Regions from separate parts of the Mus musculus genome. Here region 2 is linked to region 1. The links are chromatin contacts, called in public Hi-C maps. All regions are on one chromosome and are shown on one strand. Each heading gives the region's core, a stretch centred on a gene start, on an enhancer-like site or on the middle of the called end of the contact. The rest is flanking DNA. Distances are from core to core; before and after follow the strand shown.

Evidence for each region. Hi-C and Micro-C count contacts between places; a contact is called where the count stands out from the background.
Region 2: a contact with region 1 is called in a Hi-C map of bone marrow-derived macrophages, with 15 read pairs. The contact joins two enhancer-like sites. A contact is called at or near these places in 1 of 484 Hi-C or Micro-C datasets (bone marrow-derived macrophages), 1 of 115 datasets of contacts at active chromatin or transcription factors (cardiomyocytes) and 1 of 9 other capture datasets (embryonic stem cells).

What each region holds. Positions count from the first base shown.
Region 1 is chr13:98,829,126-98,834,754 of GRCm38.p6, reverse strand. Gm34995 (a long non-coding RNA gene) reads right to left here. Exons shown (of 3, transcript XR_382806.4): 3 at 2,870-3,058. Among named protein-coding and RNA genes, the nearest start is that of Gm34995, 16 kb to the right of the region's middle. Within about 2 kb of position 2,149, at least 81 of the 459 cell types and tissues checked have an H3K27ac peak or open chromatin away from gene starts, as enhancers often do. A contact at or near this core is called in bone marrow-derived macrophages, where this site is marked.
Region 2 is chr13:99,296,532-99,302,160 of GRCm38.p6, reverse strand. No RefSeq gene overlaps it. Among named protein-coding and RNA genes, the nearest start is that of Ptcd2, 45 kb to the left of the region's middle. Within about 2 kb of position 2,725, at least 5 of the 459 cell types and tissues checked have an H3K27ac peak or open chromatin away from gene starts, as enhancers often do. A contact at or near this core is called in bone marrow-derived macrophages, where this site is marked.

The sequences.
Region 1 (5,629 bases), core at 900-3,399:
GCTTGAAGGAAAGCCACTGGTCATGGGAGAGGAGTGACCTCCGAGACAGAAGGGCAAGTAAGTGGCTTCTGAAGAAATCAGGCACGAGCTGGAAGGACTGACTCCCTTTTGTCTTTCCTTCTCTGAATCTCATTGGACTCACAAAGACACACACATATCATCAACAACACAGAATACCCAGAAAGGGCACTTGCAGGGAACAAACAAGACAAATTTGGGAAAATACAAACATGAGAATTGGTAGAAAATACTAGCAGAGTGGAGCTTAAACCAGGAACTGGCAGAGGCTATTCTAGGAACTAGCTGAAGCACTACACCCCTGGGCTAGTCCTGTAGGATGCACCAGCTCCTGGGGCTGCAGCTCCCCTATCGGGCACAGAAAATTAGTTACTACTGCAGATCTGACCAGGAGCAGAAGTGAGGCCAGTCTCTTGCCCATCCTTGTCATACCTGAAAGAAGCCAGGCTCTTTCTTCCCCACCCATGCCATTCAGTGACTGTATGGCTCATGTGGGAAGAGTTTGCTTTGCAAGAAAATTAGGAAATGCATAAACTCTAACCTCCAAACTGGCTGTTAAACATCCGCCAAACAGCATAGCTCCAGGGCCAGCTAAGATTGGAGAATGGACAATGCCCTGGAGAGTCAGGGAGACCAGCCCTAGAGGTCAGGTCACCTATAGCCTGTTCCTACCCCAACCAAAACCTGTATTCGCTACCAGGTAAACTGTCCTTTTGAAGTGAGGATCTCCCAAACTACAGATAGGAACAGGAAGTAAGGAATCACCTTTCAGCCGAGCAGTGGTGGCGCACACCTTTAATCCCAGCACTCAGGAGGCAGAGGCAGGCGGATTTCTGAGTTCAAGGCCAGCCTGGTCTACAGAGTGAGTTCCAGGACAGCCAGGACTACACAGAAACTGTGTCTAGAAAAACAACAACAACAACAAAAAAAACAAAAAACAAAAAACAAAAAAGGAATCACCATTCAGGGGGAAAATGGGCTTGAAAAATAGCATCAAATTTAGGAGCAGAGCAGGGCTACCCTGACATAACAAAGGTTATTGGGCACAGATACGAACTTCACATTTAAGTATAGCTAGTATCCTCAGAACCAGAGACACTTGCACATCTATGTTCCTGCAGTCCTGTTCACAACAGACAAAAGTATAGGACCTGGGCTGATGTCCATCAGCCATCATCGATGGATAAAGAAAATGTCCGTGGAGTTTTATTTAGCCATAAAGAAAAAGTAAAATTATGTAATCCAGGGGGAAATGGAGACCATGAAGTTAAGTGACTCACATAAACATGTTTTTTCATGAGGAAATCTCCATTTAAACACCAGCATGTATATGTATGCATGTTTATATGACATGAAAGTATATGAGGGCCTATTGGGAGGAAGAAAGGGGAAGGGAGAGGAAGACAAATAGTGCGTGTTTTCTTATGTGCAGAAGTTAGACAAATATATGCAAATGACAGGAAAGCAGATGGGGAACACCTGGCCAGGAGGAAGGGCACCGGCAGGAGTGGCAGGGATTCTGGGGACTGGGGGGAGGGGCAAAAGTGGACAACTTATACTGATATTATAATGAAAATGTAATAATGTAACCCCTTCATTTGCACCTTAACTAAAAGTATTTTTAAAAAAGCAAAATGAATATCAATGGAAGAAATGAAAGCCAAGCTATCCAAGTATTATTAACATGACAAGGAAAGGCTAGATGTCTCCTGCCTCTCCTTTTAGAAACTAAAAGTAACAAGAATGAGAAACCATGTTGCCAGCTCCACACCTCCCAAACTAAAAGACGTAAGGAGGAGGGAGGCCTCACAGCCACCGGAAGAGACCTACACTCAGCTGTGGGACTGAGAAGCCGGCAGCGCTCATGACTCCGGAGCAGAGCAGAGCAGAGATGAAGAATTAGCAGTCCTAGCCCAGCACGGGGGCATAGGACTTTAATCCAATGCCCTGGAAGCAGAAGCAGGCAGATTCAAGGCTAGCCTGATCTACATAGGGAGTTTTAGAACAACCAGGATAACCTAGAAAGGCCCTGTCTCAGACAAACAGGAAGTAGTCCCATTCTTGGCCTAGTGGTCTGAGGTGTTAGTGGGAACTGAGCAAAAAGCTGAGGGGGCCGATTTGAGTAAGAAGTGGTGCAAATTCACTGATTTTCCAGGAAGCAGCAAGCTGTTGAAGAAAGAGAAGAGGAAGTCTGTCCTGTGACACCCTTTTGGTGTTAACCTCAGATGGCTGCAGAGATGTCAATCCAGCGGAGATGATCCACATGAAGAAATGCTGTTAAGAGGAGAATTTCTGCTGAATGGAATCCAACCCTCCTCTCTCTTACAGAACTCCAGAAATCAAATAAGAATTCACCTTTTAAAGCTGGCATGGTGGTGCACGCCTTTAACCCCAGCACTCGGGAGGCAGAGGCAGGTGGATTTCTGAGTTTGAGGCCAGCCTGGTCTACAAAGTGAGTTCCAGGACAGCCAGGGCTATACAGAGAAACCCTGTCTCAAAAAACAAACAACAAACAAACAAAAAAAATCACCTTTTAAATTTTTTTCAAAAAAATCATAGAAATATGATATATATTATATATATATTTTAAATATATTTTTCACGTGTGTTTTGAGGAGTGAAAACACTAGTTCTGACCAAGTCAATGTCATCCTAACCAGTTTCACTCTGCAGCAGGAATAAAAGGGAGCCAGACAAGTTGTCATGGATTATTGTTACGAATTAACTTTTCACTTGGTTTGCACAGATTTAAAAGTTTGGGAAGAGGAATCATGTAGATAAGTTCATGAATGGTATCTTTCAACGTCAGCAGGTATAGAATAATTACCATATTCACTCATTAATTTAAAATAATATTTAATGTAGAGTTCAGAAGAACATTCCAGAAATAAAGACATCAGCTGATCAGAGGGGCAGACTTCATCATTGACGAAGGTCTCCTTAGCAGAAACAGACGTCCATACTTCCTCTCTTCTAAGGGCAGAGGAAATCGCTGGAGTCCTTGATGCTCTCAATGTGGAGAGGAGACGTCTTTCTCAGCCTATCTGTCATAGATGAACGAATGTCTGGCATCTCAGTACCACGTTTGGGGGCATACAATGATAAGTCTACCTTAGCTTATACAGCGCCATTGAATAAAATGCATGTGGAACATCTTTAACAACATAGGTTTTAATAACTATATTTGACTCGTTTTTATTAGATATTTTCTTTATTTACATTTCAAATGTTATCCCCTTACCTGGTCTCCCTCTGAAGCCCCCCTCCCCCTGCTTACCAACCCACCCACTCCAGTTTCCTGGCCCTGGCATTCCCCTACACTGGGGCGTAGAATATGTTTAACTTTTAAGAAAACAAATCAGAGACTGAAGAGGTGGCTCAGTGGTTAAGGGCACTTGTTTTTGCAAAGGATCTATGTTTGGTTCCTGGCAACCACATGGTGACTCATAATTATTTGTAACACCAGTACCAGGAGATCTGATGCCCTTTTCTGATCCCAATGAGGCTAGGCACATAAGTCTTTCTCACACACAGAGAGAGAGACACACACATACAGGCAAAACACATAAATTTTTCAAACTTTCTTTTAAAAATGGATAATCTTTTAGGAAGGTTTAAAAGATAGGTAGAGGGGCTGGAGAGATGGCTCAGAGGTAGGTTAAGAGCACTGACTGCTCTTCCAGAGGTCCTGAGTTCAAATTCCAGCAACCACATGGTGGCTCACAACCATCTATATCAGGATCCAATGCCCTTTCTGGTGTGTCTAAAGATAGCAACAGTGTACTCATATACATAAAAAAAATAAATCTTTAAAACAAAAAATAGGAAAAAAAATTTAAAAAGCAGGGCAGTGGTGGCTCACACCTTTAATCCCAGCACTTGGGAGGTAGAGGCAGGCGGATTTCTGAGTTCGAGGTCAGCCTGGTCTACAGAGTGAGTTCCAGGACAGCCAGGGCTACACAGAGAAACCCTGTCTCGAAAAAAAACAAAACAAAACAAACAAACAAACAAACAAAAGATGAGTGAAAACAATCCAGGAAATTTCTTTTTTTTAAAGATTTATTTTATTTATATGAGTACACTGTGGCTGTCTTCAGACACACCAGAAGAGGGCATCGGATCTCATTACAGATGGTTGTAAGCCATCATGTGGTTGCTGGGAATTGAACTCAGGACCTTTGGAAGAGCAGTCAGTGCCCTTAACTGCTGAGCCATCTCTCCAGCCCCACAATCCGGGAAATTTAATGATTTGTTTTTTCTTAGTTATGTTTCTAAGTCTCCGTGTGGGAGATAACACGGAGAGAGATACCTGCAGAAGACACAGCACCTGCAGCGTCCAGATCCCTTAGAACTGGAGTTACACATGGTGTGAGCTGCCAGACTGGGGCACTAGGACCCTAACTCTTCTCAAGAGCAGTGTGTGTGTCCTTAACCACTGAGTCACTGTCCTAGGCTGGAGTGTTCAGATGTCGCATATACTTACTATTTAGAATAGAAGAATAATCCTAAAAATCAAGAAAATAAAGCACTATGCAATAATTTTACACAATTGACAACAAGCAAATTGTATTAAAGGTTTAAAAAAAAAAAATACAAAGAATACGACGTTTTTTTCCATGCTCAGAACCGAACCCAGGGTCTCACTCATACTTGGCAAACTGTACCATTGAGCTACATCCACAGCCCAGGATGTGTTTACATTTTTATTATATACATTCTTCACCTCTCTAGTGATATTTATGTTTTTCATATTAAGCATACAAACCATACGGTACATCTGGCTACAGCACTATCCCTTAACCTCGTGGCTACCACCATTATTTTTAAATTCTGGGTAAAATTTCTCTTAATGTTAAAATTTATGTTTCTAAATATGTAGAATATTGACACAAAGCAAAAATTAGAAGGTAATTTCTAAATTTCTAAAGCCAATCTTTGTTTTTCTTTCTCCCTTCTTTCCTTCCTTCCTTGCCCACTCTGTTTTTGTTGTTGTTGTTGTTGTTTCTTTGTTTGTTTTTTGTTTTTTGGTTTTTTTTTGAGACAGGGATTCTCTGTGTAATGCTGGTTGTACTGGAACTCTGTAGACCAGGCTGACCTTGAACTCAGAGATCCGCCTGCCTCTGCCTCTGCCTCTGCCTCTGCCTCTGCCTCTGCCTCTGCCTCTGCCTCTGCCTCTGCCTCTGCCTCTGCCTCTGCCTCTGCCTCTGCCTCTGCCTCTGCCTCTGCCTCTGCCTCTCTGCCTCTGCCTCTCTGCCTCTGCCTCTCTGCCTCTGCCTCTCTGCCTCTGCCTCTCTGCCTCTGCCTCTCTGCCTCTGCCTCTCTGCCTCTGCCTCTCTGCCTCTGCCTCTCTGCCTCTGCCTCTCTGCCTCTGCCTCTCTGCCTCTGCCTACAGAGTGCTGGAACTAAAGGCGTGTGCCACCATCACCTAGCACCTTTTCCTTTTTTAAAGACAGGGTCTCATGGTCTCAGGCCATGACTGTTACATAACTCACTATGTAGGCCAAGCTGGTTTTGAACTCACAGAGAGCCATTTACCTGTCTCTGCCTCTTTTTTTTTTTTTTTTTTTTTTTTTTTTTTTTTGGTTTTTCAAGACAGGGTTTCTCTGTATAG
Region 2 (5,629 bases), core at 1,476-3,975, 470 kb before region 1:
AACAGGTCCCCAGAGCCCCATGATTGGTGTGTGCCTTTTATCCCTGTGCCCCCAAGCAAATCATTTAGTTTCCCCAAGAATCAGTTTGTCCTTTGAGACGGTTGTGACTTAAGTGTGTGTGTCGGAAGCTTGGTTCTCAGTGCAGTGAAGTTAAGAATCTACTTTAAAAATGAGGGTCTAGAGAAAGTCCTCACAGGTAACTGGTGGCATGTCATCAGGGGTGATTATTGTAGTTCTCTTGAGACTCCAAGTTAGTTCTAGAAAAAGCAAGCTGTGCGTATGTCCTCCTAGCTCTCCGTTCTCACCACGTGGTTCCTCTCACCGTTTCTCCCATCCCCGTGAGACCATCTGCTATGAGGAGATCAGTTGGGGGTGCCCTCCCCAGAGTTAGCTGTGTGGACTTTTAACCTTCCAAATTCTGAGCTAAAGAAACCTCATTTCTTTATAAAGCATTCTGCTTCCGGTGTTTTATTACAGGGAATTTGATTTAGTAAAGTGATAGACAATCACAGAAGTCACTTCTGAGACAAACAAACAAACAAACAAACTTCTAAGAAAAGTGTTCCCAATTAGATTAGAAAAGGAGGCAGCTCAGAATGAGAAAGATTATGGTCCAGAGTCAGGGGTCTTGGGTTTGAGCTCTGCCACTCCAGCAGGTGAGCAAGCACAACAGCTCATTTGCCTACGGGATTAGCTCATGAAACAAGGAGTTTGATTTATTCTTGTCACAAGGACATTTCTATTACAAATTTTGTGATTTTTAGACCTCTGTGCACCTCCCAGGCTATGAGTTCAATGGCTCTTTACATCTGTCCTTAACATTCAGTACACATATGGAAATGTCACAATAACACCTTTTTAATTTATAAGAAATGAGTATGCGCTGATAAAAATGCTTTGTCGCCAACCCCGTCTCTCATGGTGTTTCTTTCTCTGCGAGGGAGGAGCCATCCGTGCACTGACCTTGTCTGTCCCTCATGCCCACCCTTTCCCTCACAACCCTTCCCATGTTCCTCCCTTCAGGAAGACAGAATGGCTTTTCCTTTGATAAATGTGAATACAATTAACATATGTGCAAAGGTCGGATCTTGTCTTTATTGCAGGCAGGTCTGCTTGCAGAAAGTGAGATTTTTCTCCAATCCCCAAAGTCGGGCTTTCTGCCTGGTCAGTGTCTTCTTCGCCCTATACTGTGAGCCATCTTTATCAGAGATAAAGGTGTCTGTTTTGGCTTTCCTGTTGCTCTCGTCTTGTCATACAAACCTCTGGTTGTTTGCCGAAGCTAACTTCCCTTTTCCCAGCACGAGGGATTATCCATTCTCATTGGTTTGGAACTGGGGGCTTTGCTGAAATAAAGATGGTGTGTACTTGAGGACAGACCCACATGGACCAGCATGGATGGTCACTCTCCTGAGCACAGAGGAAGACAACATGTCTGTTTCCCTTGTAGATGGATGAAGATTAAAGTGTCCATATTATTTCTGGGTGATCCTGGAATTCTCACTGTCTCAAATGACCAACATGATGTTTCCCCAGTGTGAATTAGGAAAAAGAAATGAGCTTTCTATATCCTGTCCTAAAACTATATCTGCACCTTTCCCCATCACAAAAATTAGCCACATACCCTTCAAGTTGGTGGACAGTTCACTGCACCCCTCTGTTCTCAATGTCCACTGCTTTCTGCATGTTAGTTGAATAGTGTACTGTTCATATTGAAAACTGGCTTGTGATAACTGGCCCTGGGGACAGGGTACGCTTTCTAAGCTGGAAGAGCTTGAGTTGGGTACAGCCCTAAGTTGGTCTCCATGGGAAGCTTTGAGAAGCTGGAACAGGCAGGCAGTAAACCACTGTGGGGATGATAAGTATGAAGAAAGAGAAGAGGAAGAGGCTGTGGAGGAGAACAGAGAGAGTCTCTCTGTATGGGTGGTGAGGAGGTGTCTCTAAGGAGAACTTGAGGAAGCAGGAGGAGTGAGTCCAGCGAAGAGCCCTAGAAATTAAGTCTCAAGCAGGGGGTGGAGAGAGAGCATGGCAAAGCGCCAAGGCAGGGTGAGGGATGCCATCTCGAAAGTATAGCTGAGATTTAGCAGCTGAAGTACAGGGACAGTGCCAAGGCCCGGGTGTGGGTATTAGGGGGCAGGGGACATGGTTCAGAGTAGGAAGATAACAGGCTCAGTGGGAAGTCTAGGATTGAGTCTGATTTACATTCCTAAATTTATGTGGAGAATGTGGATATGGTGGGACCGAAAGAAAGCAGCAGTCAGAAAACAATGTAGCAAGCCAGAGAAAGGAAGATGGAGGTGGTTCCACTGAGCTGGCCGCAGCAGAGCTCTCAGGAGGAAAGGTGGGCTAACTCTAGAGATACATAAATAAAAACGTCTTGTAGTTAGACGTTAGATGTAGATCATCATTTTCTAGATTGGGAGAAGCGGGCATTTTCAGGTCCATGTTGTTTCCAGGGAACACTCTTACTGTAGGATAAATCATGGTTCTCTCTCCTGGGGATGTACAGATGGGATGCGATTTCCACTGACTCGCCAGCCACATCTGGGCAGAAGAGCATGCCTACCCTAACCCTAAACATAGGAACTCGGAGGCGCTGAGCCATTGTCCTGTCAGGAAAATTAGCAGAGTCTCAGTCACATGGCAATAGGCTTATTTGCGGAATGTTGTCTTCAAGTGGGCTGCATGGCGGCAGGAAGTGGAAGGAAATTAACACTCTCGGGGTTTTCTTACTAACTTCCTCCTTGGGCATTGGAGGCAGGGGAAAGGTTCTCTCATAAAGATGTATCAGGTTGTGCAGGGAGGGTGAAGTGAATGAAGCTCATATGGGTGTGCCATTTACGTTTTAAAGCAACAGCTGCTGAAGTGGACCATGTAAAAACATAGCTTGCTACAAACAAAGTCAAATGATAAAAGTCTCTTAGAGAAAATACTTAGGGAAATGTCTTTATTTGGTGTCATAAATACAAAACCTCACCACAGCAGGCCCTGCGTGGTGTATTGAAAGTTCTTGGCAGCAAATTTAACAGGGTTGAAATGACTTTTAAAATCAATCTATAGTAGCTAGAGTCTATGAAGCAGAACTTGAGGCTGTTCTTTAGATGGCAAGTTAATTATATACAGCTCTGGTTTTAATCTAATAAGGGAAAAAGAAATCTCCAAAGATTTCTCAGAAGAAATCGTCCCTTCTCAAAACATTTTAACTTTATTTTATTTATTTAGATTTATTTTATTATTATTGTATGTGAGAGTGTTTTGCACCACATGCATGCCGGGTGTCCAAGGAGATGTTGAACTTTCATGTGGTTCATGGGAATCGAACCTGAGTCCTTTGAAAGAACAGCAAGTACTCTTAACCACCCAGACACCTTTCCAGCCCCTCTTCTCAAATTTTACTTCTATTAAGCCTCAAGTCCCTGGAATCTGTGACTTGCTAGGATATGGGACTAGATGCTAATTATGGTTAGGGGATTAAGAAGTTTGAAGTGGGAAGAAGCTAGAGAGAGAAAGGTTTGTTTTTTGAAGGCAAAATATAAAGCGGAGGTTATTTTGCACTTTTAAAAAAGAGGACAAAACAGTTTTGTCGATCCATCTGTCTGTCCATCCATCTGTCTATCTATCTATCTATCTATCTATCTATCTATCTATCTATCTATCTATCTATCTATCTGATTTAAGGATATATTTTTCAAAGAGACTAAAATAATGCCTATTAGATAAGAAAACTTACTTTAGTAGTTAAAACTTATTAGTAAACCACTACCCCAGGATATAGAAGATGTTTTCCAAAAGGTAACAAAAAAATGGGTGTTGTGGTTAAGTTATTAAATACATGCCGATTTAAGACATTCAAACAATTGAGAAGTATACAAACAAAAAGTTAATTTCCTTTCTTATTCCTCTGACCTTGCCTCCCACCCAAGGTTAATGCCGCTGTGTGCCACTTAAACTATTCCAGATTCAGCAACAGTCAAGTCGCATTTAATTTAAAAAAAATGTAGATTACTATGGCCATATTGTTCTACAAATGGCTTTATTGCATGGCCATTGTTCTTTCTGTACCAGTAATTAAGAAACTACTTCACACTTTTTAATGAAATCATTATAGCTTTGGACGTACTTTCTTGATCAGTCACGATCCTGTTGGTAAACCCAGAGAACATTACTTTCCAATATACACAGTGTCTGGGTAACAGAATTTGGTATTGTAGGTTATTGTCTGAGTCCTTTAAAAAGAATGATGAACACTAGGTGTGTAGAAAAAGAGGCCCAAAGCCCAGGAGTCTGTTGGCTTCTCAGCCTGGTGTCTACCCTGGTGATCCAGTGGGAGTTGTGGTCCCCTGAGGAAAGAAAGGACATTGAGAGGGGAAGAATCTTGCTGTGGAGAAAATAATGGAAGGAAAAGAGGCAGGAAAGTGACAACCCACAGAGGAAGAGGCAAGAATGAGGGAGTGGGACATTTAATAGGAGGCACCTCTCTCCCATTGGAGGACGCGACAGGGGCCTGGGGCACTCAGAGTTCTCGGAGCCCTTTTTTCCCCTCAAGAGTAATTTGTTGCCAGAATAAAACTTAGAGGCCAAGCCAGAAAGTTTCTAAGTAGGAAGGACATTGCAAATGGTGACTACATCCTGGTAATGGACTCAGAAGTGACAAGACTCAGATCAGAATAAACAGGTGCCTTGCAAAGGAGCAGGCTGGGCTGGCTTTCCACAGTCAGACTTTGAGGCCCCAAGTGCATTCTACTTCCAAATCTTAGGCAGCCGTCTTCAGCTGGGAGAACCTAATTTGCATCTAGGATCCCATATGAAAAGAATCTGAAAATAATTGCTTTCAATTTTTTAGTAAAGGAGAGACTGGAATTAGTACTTAGGGCAAATTCATCATTCCTGTATGCCGTGCAGAGCCCGGGGGAAATAGGCTGATAATGAGGTGTAGTTTCAATCCAAGTACTGAAACCGAGCAGGAAAATACTAGCCATTTGCCACTACTTGTGGGCTTTGGTGGTGGTAGTTTGGTTTGGTGTTGTTATTTTTTTTTTATTGTTTTGTGTTTCGTTTGTTTGGGTTTTGTTTTGCAGTTTTGTTTGTTTTGTTGTTGTTGTTGTTTATCCATTCCAGCTCTTTTCCTAGGTGAATAATTCTCATTACCAAAATATCCCAGTTCTCGGCAGGCCACATGATGTCTGGCTGGCACTAGGGCAGCTGACAAACATCCCTGACCCGCTACCAACATGAAACCAGAGTCAGCCAGTGCCCTCCTCACGGGAAGACGCCCATTCTGCCAGGTTAATCAGAAGACCCCGACTTTGGTGACAAAGGTTGACGCCAATAAAATTAAAATATGTGATCTCTTCCTAGCACTTAGCTTTTAATCTTTTAATTGAATGAACAAAGTGGAGCCATTCTTTTGTGTTTAAGACCTAGTATTTCAAACAGATCTGCCTGTGAAATATGAGAGCCGGAAGACATTGCCTAACGCTGTCAGATTAAAGCAGGGCCCGGATGGAAGTCAACGTATACTTCAAAGTCTGTTCCTAGCTTCAGTCGCTCCGTTGTTAATCGAGGGTAAAAGATGTCAGGCACAAAGCAGTGACAGAGTCTCAACACCAGCCTCCATGATTGCTCACACGTG